Regions from separate parts of the Mus musculus genome. Here region 1 is linked to region 2. Evidence: chromatin contacts called from public HiChIP or PLAC-seq data. All regions are on one chromosome and are shown on one strand. The core of a region is the stretch at or near the end of the contact, and the rest is flanking DNA. Distances in the headings are between cores, read along the strand shown.

Evidence for each region. HiChIP or PLAC-seq counts read pairs in DNA pulled down with a chosen protein or histone mark.
Region 1: a contact with region 2 is called in an H3K4me3 HiChIP or PLAC-seq map of embryonic basal ganglia, with 3 times the contacts expected there. The contact joins the promoter of Pdia6 here to the enhancer-like site in region 2. A contact is called at or near these places in 10 of 39 promoter capture datasets (the C10 cell line, the HPC-7 cell line, cranial neural crest and 6 more), 2 of 15 datasets of contacts at CTCF or cohesin (the NIH/3T3 cell line and large pre-B cells), 10 of 484 Hi-C or Micro-C datasets (the AML12 cell line, the G1E-ER4 cell line, bone marrow-derived dendritic cells and 4 more), 19 of 115 datasets of contacts at active chromatin or transcription factors (the 3134 cell line, bone marrow-derived dendritic cells, bone marrow-derived macrophages and 13 more) and 3 of 9 other capture datasets (adipose tissue, liver and pancreatic islet).

Annotation. Positions count from the first base shown.
Region 1 is chr12:17,264,287-17,268,701 of GRCm38.p6, reverse strand. It overlaps Pdia6 (protein disulfide isomerase associated 6), which reads right to left and starts at 2,113. Exons shown (of 13, transcript NM_027959.4): 1 at 2,051-2,113. The coding sequence starts at 2,069.
Region 2 is chr12:17,049,546-17,053,513 of GRCm38.p6, reverse strand. No RefSeq gene overlaps it. Among named protein-coding and RNA genes, the nearest start is that of 2410004P03Rik, 40 kb to the right of the region's middle. Within about 2 kb of position 2,208, at least 23 of the 459 cell types and tissues checked have an H3K27ac peak or open chromatin away from gene starts, as enhancers often do. A contact at or near this core is called in embryonic basal ganglia and pancreatic islet, where this site is marked.

The DNA.
Region 1 (4,415 bases), core at 864-3,363, 220 kb before region 2:
TGGTTATATGCTGGAATCATGATGTTAACCCATGAGTGTGGCTTAAAGATAGGATGTGCACTAAGAAGCACACACGGAGACTATCTCACCACCAGGTCAAAGCTACAAACAGGGACAGCTAGCTCATCATTAGGGGGATATAATCCAGTGGGCTTGCCACCGTAAATGCAGTTGTTATGTAAACTTAGTTCAAAACACTGTTAGCTGTTCTGCTATGCCTTTTTATTTGTGGCTCCTAGAAAACTTAGGATATTACACACAGTTTGCATTGTATTTCTATTGGATGGTAATGCTCGCTGAAAGGAATAGTAGTGCTTGCCTCCAGAGTGTTGGGATTAAAGACACATGCTACTATGCCTAGTAAGTTTATCTTGTTTATGAAACTGTCATGAAGTTGGGCAGTGGTGGCGCACGCCTTTAATCCCAGCCCTTGGGAGGCAGAGGCAGGAGGATGTCTGAGTTCGAGGCCAGCCTGGTCTACAGAGTGAGTTCCAGGACAGCCAGGGCTACACAGAGAAACCCTGTCTCGAAAAAAAAAGAAAAAAAAAAGAAATTGTCATGAATTCATATTTGTTTGATACACTGAGTCTTGTGAAAATTGAAAGGTAGAAAAAAAAGTCTAGTTATAGACACTTGGAAGGTAAAGTCATTACGGACTACCAATCATCTCCCATGTAACCTTGTTATAATCGACTTCTGACTGATGGCCACCCTAACTTTTAAGGTGCTTAGGTCTTAGACCTTTGATAGGGTAGCCATCTGTTAAGAGAAGCTCTCAAGGAACTAGGCAAAGTGTAAAGACAGAAGTCTTACTATATCAGCCATGGAAGAGGAATGCCTTCCTGAGGCATGGAGCCTCCATCCCTGTGGGAGCCTGCAGAGAACATGTTGCTCCCCTGATGCCCTAATGGCCAAGAGAAGTGGAACCACCCAGTTCTGCCTCAGCCTACCAACTGATGGCTCTAAGATGATCTAACAGGGTTAGGAAGAATCAAATACACTGTTCCTTGCACTTGCTCTCCAAGCAACAGCCCCACCCCCACCCGGGGTGGTGGTGGTGGTTTACTATGGCTGAATAGGTCAATGCTGACCCATCAAATCCTGCTTCTAAAATTCACATGGCCACTCTACACAGTGATAATGAGCACCACCGGGAAAAAAAGAACTCCCAGGGTCCACAATCTATGCGTGCAGATGGTTTTGCCATCTGTGGCTTCCCATTCAATCTCTGTAGCAGTTAAGGGTGTTATAAATTCACACCAGTAACATTTCTGCCTGGCAGCCGCTGGCAGCAGGGTAGCCAAAAAAAAGGCTGACTACCTTATTAAAATAATGAGTTAATTGATAGAATCACTTTTTCACAGGCACTCACTGGAAAACCAAAGATTAAATCTTTCCCTCTCATCTGCTCTCTACAGTAACCCAGAAAGTAGTATTTTTCTTGCTTACTCTCTTTAAATATGTACTATAGCTCATGGGGCGAACACGGTTGAAAAAAGCTGGCAGAGCAGTGAGAAAATATGCTCCGGGTCTCAACTAGTAAATGGAGGGAGAAGTGGTGTAGGGATCCACCTCCCTCTCCTACTTTCTAGCCAGGATCAGCTGAGTTAACTAATGTCAAAAACTATAGGCCCATTTACAAGGACAGCCGGGAGATGAGGGCCCCTCAGATTCGCCCACGAGTCGCTAAACATCATTCCCGGACACCTGGGTGGACGACCAAAGGCATTTTAAGTGCTCAGGAGTTGTGAGGCCTTGGTCAGTGGGCACTGCCCACTTCTAAGACACCTTCGGGACAGGCCTCTGCTATCTGCCTATAAAAGTGAAGGCTGAGCTGGACCGGAGGCGGACCGCACTCGTGGGGAGCAGAGGCTGCAAGTCTCCGACTCCCCGGGGCCTCCCGTAGTGGGCCCGACCTGGCCTCTCCCACCCAGCTCGCCGCGAAGTCCCCAGGCAGGCCCGGCAACTCGTCCCTCCACTCGGCCCTGCTTCGCGGCCCCGGCCCTTCAGGCTGCCTCCGACCGGCTTCCCACCACAGGCCCGCGCTTACCGAGCACCAGGCGAGCCATGCCGATCACCCGCATTCTGTCCGTGCCGCCGCTGCCTCGGCTCTGCCGCGCCCACGTCCCGCCCTCGGCTTCTAGCGGGCGGTGCGCCGGCGCGCGGAGGCGGGCCGGAAGGGCTCGCCACGCCGTGGCCGCCTTTCATTGGTCTCTGTGGACTTCGCTCATGTGCGTGGCCAATTGAAAGCGGCCGGGTAGAGGTTACCGGTTTGTTTTTTTTTCCTCGGGGGTGGGGGCGAGCGGAGTAGCGGAGCGGGGCGGGGCAGGGCGAGGATGGGCGGGGAATGAAGGGGCGGGGTCAGGGGACCTCCGGCCCTGTTCCTGCGGGGTACCCCTTGTTCCCCTAATTTTTTTCTGAGTTAACTGAAACAAAACAAAAAACCCAGGACTAAGGGGTCCTCATTTCTTCCTGGCTTTCATTCTTTTTCCTCTTTGCCTCTCTCGTGGCCCCTTCCAGCTCTCATTCCTTGAACTGTCCCTTTATGTCGGGAGAATAGTCCTAAGACTTCAGTGTGTTTGGGACCTTATTTATTCTTTTGTTCGCGGACTCAGCATTCAGTGAAAACCATTTGCCAAACTTATTCTGTATATAGTATCATTCCAAACTTTATTTTGTTAAATTGATTGCAAAGCCTTGTTCACTCATGTGCCCCTAGACCCTCAGAGTATAAACTGCGGGGTTTATCGTTCTTGGCTCTGGGGGTGAGGGCTAAAATGTATTGCTTTGCAATATTTACAAAGGTGTTTAAGGCTAACAGAGTGAGACACAATAGAAAAATAATGGCAGGGGATGCCTTTCTGTTGGTGTGCTTGAGTAACATGCGTGAAGCCCTGGCTAGGATCCCTAGCACCACAGAAACACAGCATGGTGACTATGGTGGCTAGTTTTATGGCAACTTGACTCAAGCTAGAGGAAACCTCAAAAACAACAAAAAAAAAAGCTTCTATAAGATCCAACAGTAGGACATTTTCTCAATTAGTGATTGAAAGGGCCCAGCCCATTGTGAGTGGTGCGGTCCCCGGACTTGCGGTCCTAGGTTCTATAAGAAAGCAGGTTGAGGGTAAGTCCTGAGCAGCGCGTCAGTAAGCCACATCTCTCCGTGGCCTCTACTTCAGCTCCTGCCTCCGGGTTCCCATCCTGTTTGCCTTCCTGCCCTGACTTTCTTGAATAATCAACATGGAAGGATAAACCAAACCCTTTCCTCCCCAAGTTGCTTTGGTCATGGTGTTTCATCACAGCTACAGTAACCCCAACTAAGACAGTAACACACCTGTAGTGCCAGCGCTAAAGAAAAGGAAGCAAGAGAATTAGGGGTTCAAGGCCAGCTTTGGCGACACAGTCAGTTTGTGGCCAGCCTGGACTACATGAGATCCTGTCTAAATTTTTTAAATGCTAATAAAAATTTTAACAACAATAATAGCTTCTTTTTACTGAATGACAAAACAACGCTGACCCTGGCCAGAGCTCTCTTGGGCAAAGGGCTCCAGGAGAAGTGGTGCCCTGTTGGAAGGTGGAGCCCTAGGAGTGCCTTTGGAGAGACTGGCAGGCAAATGAGGCTCCAAGGAGCACCAGAACCACAAGGCTGACTCTTGTAAGCCATTGGCAAGCTTTCCTGTCCACAGCAGGCACACTGCTTATTTTGGGACAGGAAGTCCCTCTGGAACCTTGGTTAGCTCCACCTTTGCAGGAAGGTGCCAGTGATCACAGAGCTATGTGTGGAGTCAGAGCAGAGGTGTGTGAGGTCTGCAGAGAGACATAGTTGGGCGGTGTGTTCTCCTGGAAGGCCCTGAGGTGAAATGCTACTTGTTTTTCTGAGGCTTTCCTCAGCTTTCTGTGTTTCCCCCTGAAATATGCAGCTGTAGAAAATGGAATTCCAGTGAGATCCTTTCCCTTGACGGATAAGGACTGGGAATGAAATCCTGTTTTCATCCAGACGTAGGAATTTAATTCTGATCACCTGCAGGGGATCCCCTCATTTCTTATTCCTTAACCCAGCCTCCTCCTCCTCACATGAACCATCAAGCTGCCACAACGTGTCAAAAAGGGGCGTGCATTCTGAAGCTACCAGCTGACTCTACCTCTTTAGGCCTGCTATGTGAACAACACCATAGTCCTAACTCAAAACCAGTCCTGATAGTGGTAATAGTTCTGGTCCATTTCATGACTCATGAGGTCCCCATCTAATCTGTCGCAGAGTAAGGCAAACGTGGACCTTTCCATGAAGCCTACTGTACACGGAGACTGGCTTGCAAATGTGTACCAGGATAAGCAGGAACCATTCCCTTTCATTAAAAGCAAAGAGGATATTAACAGTCTATGCTGGTCAGCTTTTGTCAGCTCAACGTCAGCTA
Region 2 (3,968 bases), core at 959-3,458:
TCCCTCTCCCCCTTCCCCTCTCCCCTCCCCTCCCCCTCCCTCTCCCTCTCCGGCCTTTCCTCCCTTCCTCCCTCCCTGCCTCCCATCCCCTGTCTGTCTCTGTGTCTCTCTTCCTCTCCCTCCCTGTCTCTCTGTCTCATCTCTCTCTTTCCCTTCCTCCCTCCCTCCACCCTCTGTCTCTCTGTGTCTCTTCCTCCCTCCTCCCTCTGGCTATGTCTGTCTGTCTGTCTGTCTGTCTGTCTCTCTCTCCCTCTCTCCCCCTTCCCTCCCTCTCCTGACTATGGGTACACTGTGACCAGCTGCCTTCTGCTCCTCTTCCTCCTGTATTTTGCTTTTTTTCAGGTACTTTGGTCACTGCAGTGAGACAAGTTGCTAGTACAGGACTCAGAGTCTGAACAAGCCAGTGCTCAGTAGAAACATATCCATCAGGGAACAGTCATGTTTGTGTCCAGAAAGAGAAAAATAAAAACTAAACAACTTTTTTGCTATTGCACCAAAATCCTGTAGGCAGTTTCAGGGCTGAGTCTGACAGAGGAAGGAGACAGTGGAGTCTAGTTTCATGGCACTGATGGTGCCAAGTGCCACTCCACTGTTCAACCCACCTCCTCACTTCCCTCAAGCAGGAAGAACACAGGAGATACAGAGCAGGAAAGGCTCTGGTCACCCACGCACGGATGTGGCAGGTCCCTTGTGCTTCTTGGGCTCTGTACAGGCTCATGCTTGTGGCTGTTCTGCTGGCTCTGAGCAGTGCCAGCTCTTCCCCATTCCCTGGGAAGGTCAGTGCAGATAAAACCCCAAGTGGCCCTAAGGGTGAGTGACTGTTGGTGGCCAGGGAAACTGGCTTAGCATCCCAAGGCAGTGTCCAAGGGCAGCATCCAAAGGCGATCTCTGGCTGCCCAGCATCCAAGGGCATTCTCTGGTTCAGCATCCAAGAGCAGAGGCTATGTCACAGGAGCAGGGAGTCCTGCTTGACTTCTGGGTATCCCTCTGACATCTGTAGCCCACAGCCACAGAGTGCCCTGTCCACATCTCTTGAGACCCATCTATGAGTCCTTTGCTGAAGATATGATAGGTGACCCCTCCCTCCAGCATCCTCCACCCATGGATCCACCTGTGAAGGTACAAGAGGCTTAGTGGGTACAAGGCCAACCCTTCCCCAACCAGGACTCTGGTGGGAGGAGCATCCACCTCTGTTTTGCCCCTAGGCTCCCCCTTCCCTACTCACAGATTCAGCCCATGCTCCCTCCTCTCAAGAATGTACACCTCAGCATCCACAGAAGAACAGCTATCATGAAGTTATCATGAAGGCATCAAAGCCCTGCCTGAAACACAGGCAGAAATGATCTCTGTGAGCTTCTGGATTATCTCCTCTGGATTTAGCCCCAAGCAGACAGAAGAGGATTCTAAAAAGGTGTAACATTAGTGATGTGTCTACAAAACTACAGCCGCTGTGCTGGGGAGACAGCTCAGCTGATAAAGTGTTCATCACATAAGCACAGACCTGAGTTCAACCCCAGAACACATGTAAAGAAGCCATGCATGGTGACATTGGGAAGACAGAGATAAGTGGGTCCCTGGGATTCACTGGCCAGCTAGCCTACCTGAATGTGTGAGTTCCAGGCCAGTGAAAGATCATGTCTGTACATACTCTCATGAACACCCACTCACACTCAAGCACACACATGCATGCACATATGTTCATGCACACATGCACATACACACATGCACACATGCTCATGCATACACATACATACACACATGTGCACACACACTCATGCAATGTATGCATGCATGCACACACAAACATGCACACACACACACATGCATGTACACATACACACCAGTCATTGCTATCTCTCTATGTCCCCTCATTGGGGTGGCCTTCCCAGTTACTTGTCAATTCAGACATAGAACGTGCCATTCTATGAGGGTGGAAGAAGCTAGGAGCCAAGAAAACTAGAATCAGCAATCAACAACCAAGAGACACCGGCCATCCACTGCTTCCTGAGCCTCGGTTTCCTCATTTGTCGAGACAAGGGGACTTGGGTTCCTCTGAGGATCAATGTTGAGTGATTTCATAGACCTGGTTGCATGGCAAGAGCCATGACAAGTGGCCTGTCACTCAGCCCCAAGCTCAAGTGCACAGAGGGAAGCAAGCACTCAGGGTGATTCTCAGCCCCGTATGCTACTGGAGATCTTGATTAGCTGAGCTGTCCCCTCCGTGGTCCCCATGGCAACAGACTTAGGTGCTTCTCTGTATATAACAGCAGCCTTCTCCTCATCTCGTCAAGCGCTTGCCTGGCATTTCTCCAGCACAGGGCCAGCTTGCTTTTGCTTTCCTGTGTTGCCCAGAGCCTTGCTCTGTGATTCTTTTAGCATGCCCTGGGCTGGCAACAAAGGGGTCAAAGTGGACAGAGAGCAATGAAACCTGCTACTGAGACACTTCTGTAGCAAAGACCTCAGCTTCCACCTGCTCTGGGGTATCAGCCAACAATGGCTGCTTGGTGTCCCTAAACCTAGCTTGGTGGAATGTCCAGACCACGAAATATCACACAGTCTGAAAAAGAATACAATCTTAATATATGCTGCGATATGATGGTCGTTAGAACTCTAACTGCTTGTGAAGCAAGTACCAGCAGATGCTACATGCCGTCATGAAAGCAGGAAAGTCCACAGAGGTAGAAAGAAAGATGGATGACCCCAGCAGAGGGGTTTACTGTGGAATGAGTGTAGAGTTAAAGTTGAAAAATGGTGGAGAGTCCTCGGGTCCAGACAGTAGGGATAGTAGGTGACACTGTGGATGTCCTTAGTGCCACTGAAGCTTATGTTCATGAGAGACTGCAATGATAAGGATTAGTGTTGCATGTCTTTCCCTGGGGAGACATGGCACCCCATATCCTGATAACAAGCAAGGAATCATTCCACCCAAACCCAGCTTGGCGGGTGGATGGATGAGTTTGTTGTGCTTCTTTACAGGAGTGTGGGTGAACACGTGTGTCACCAAAATCTCTCCCCCCAGCCTGGAGGATGGACGACCTCCCCAGAGCTGCAGAGATGGAGCACCCTCCCTCACACACCCTTCGACTCTCTATATCCTCTAGCACCCTGTAAGACCATGAGCAGCCTGTGATGGATTAATAATAACCACAGATAGACCTAAACAGCACGCCAGGCCAAGGAGGGTTCCACGTGAGAGAGGTTTATTGTGAGGGAGAGACAAAAGGAGCAGCAGGGTGAGTGGAAGGGGAGAGAAGAGAGTGAGGAGGGGTGATCTCCTAATTTATATGGAAAGTGGCGTAACACAAGTAAGGGTGGGAGGTGAGCCAAGTGGGTTCTGGGATATGAGGGTCATTGGCTTGGCAACACAGGTCATGGGTCACATTGTTAGCACCTAGGTTTGGAATGTCCTGGTACTAACAGCCTGGGTACAAATAAATGCAAGCAGGGTTGGGGACAGAAAAAGCATGAGCTGGAATCTCAGGTGACATTCCTGACTCCTTCCACCAGAGACCACTAGTGTGCCAGATCTTGCAAGTGTCCCACATAGGCAACCATAGCTCCACTGATGGCTAGAACTATGTCAAAGGACAATATTCAAATTATGTTATATATTTATGTATCTACATGTATAGACCTGTGTGGGGTACACGCATGACCACAACAAACATGTGGAAGTCAGAGGATAACATGGATGAGTCAGTTCTCTCCTTCCACCATGTGGATCCCAGTGATCAAACTCCAGTTGTCAGGTTTAGCAGCAAGCACCTTTATCAGCTGAGCCATCTCACCAGCATAGGGGCCCCAAATAAAAGAACAGCCCGTAGTCTAGGAAGCTTCACAAGAAGGTGTTGCTGATCATACCACCAGGAACAAAAAGAGCTGGGGCGGGGGTGATGCTGGGTTGTTGGGGACCCATGGAGAAATAGCCCAACTGGGATCTGCTGTTTGCTCATGCTGACTTCAGGGGT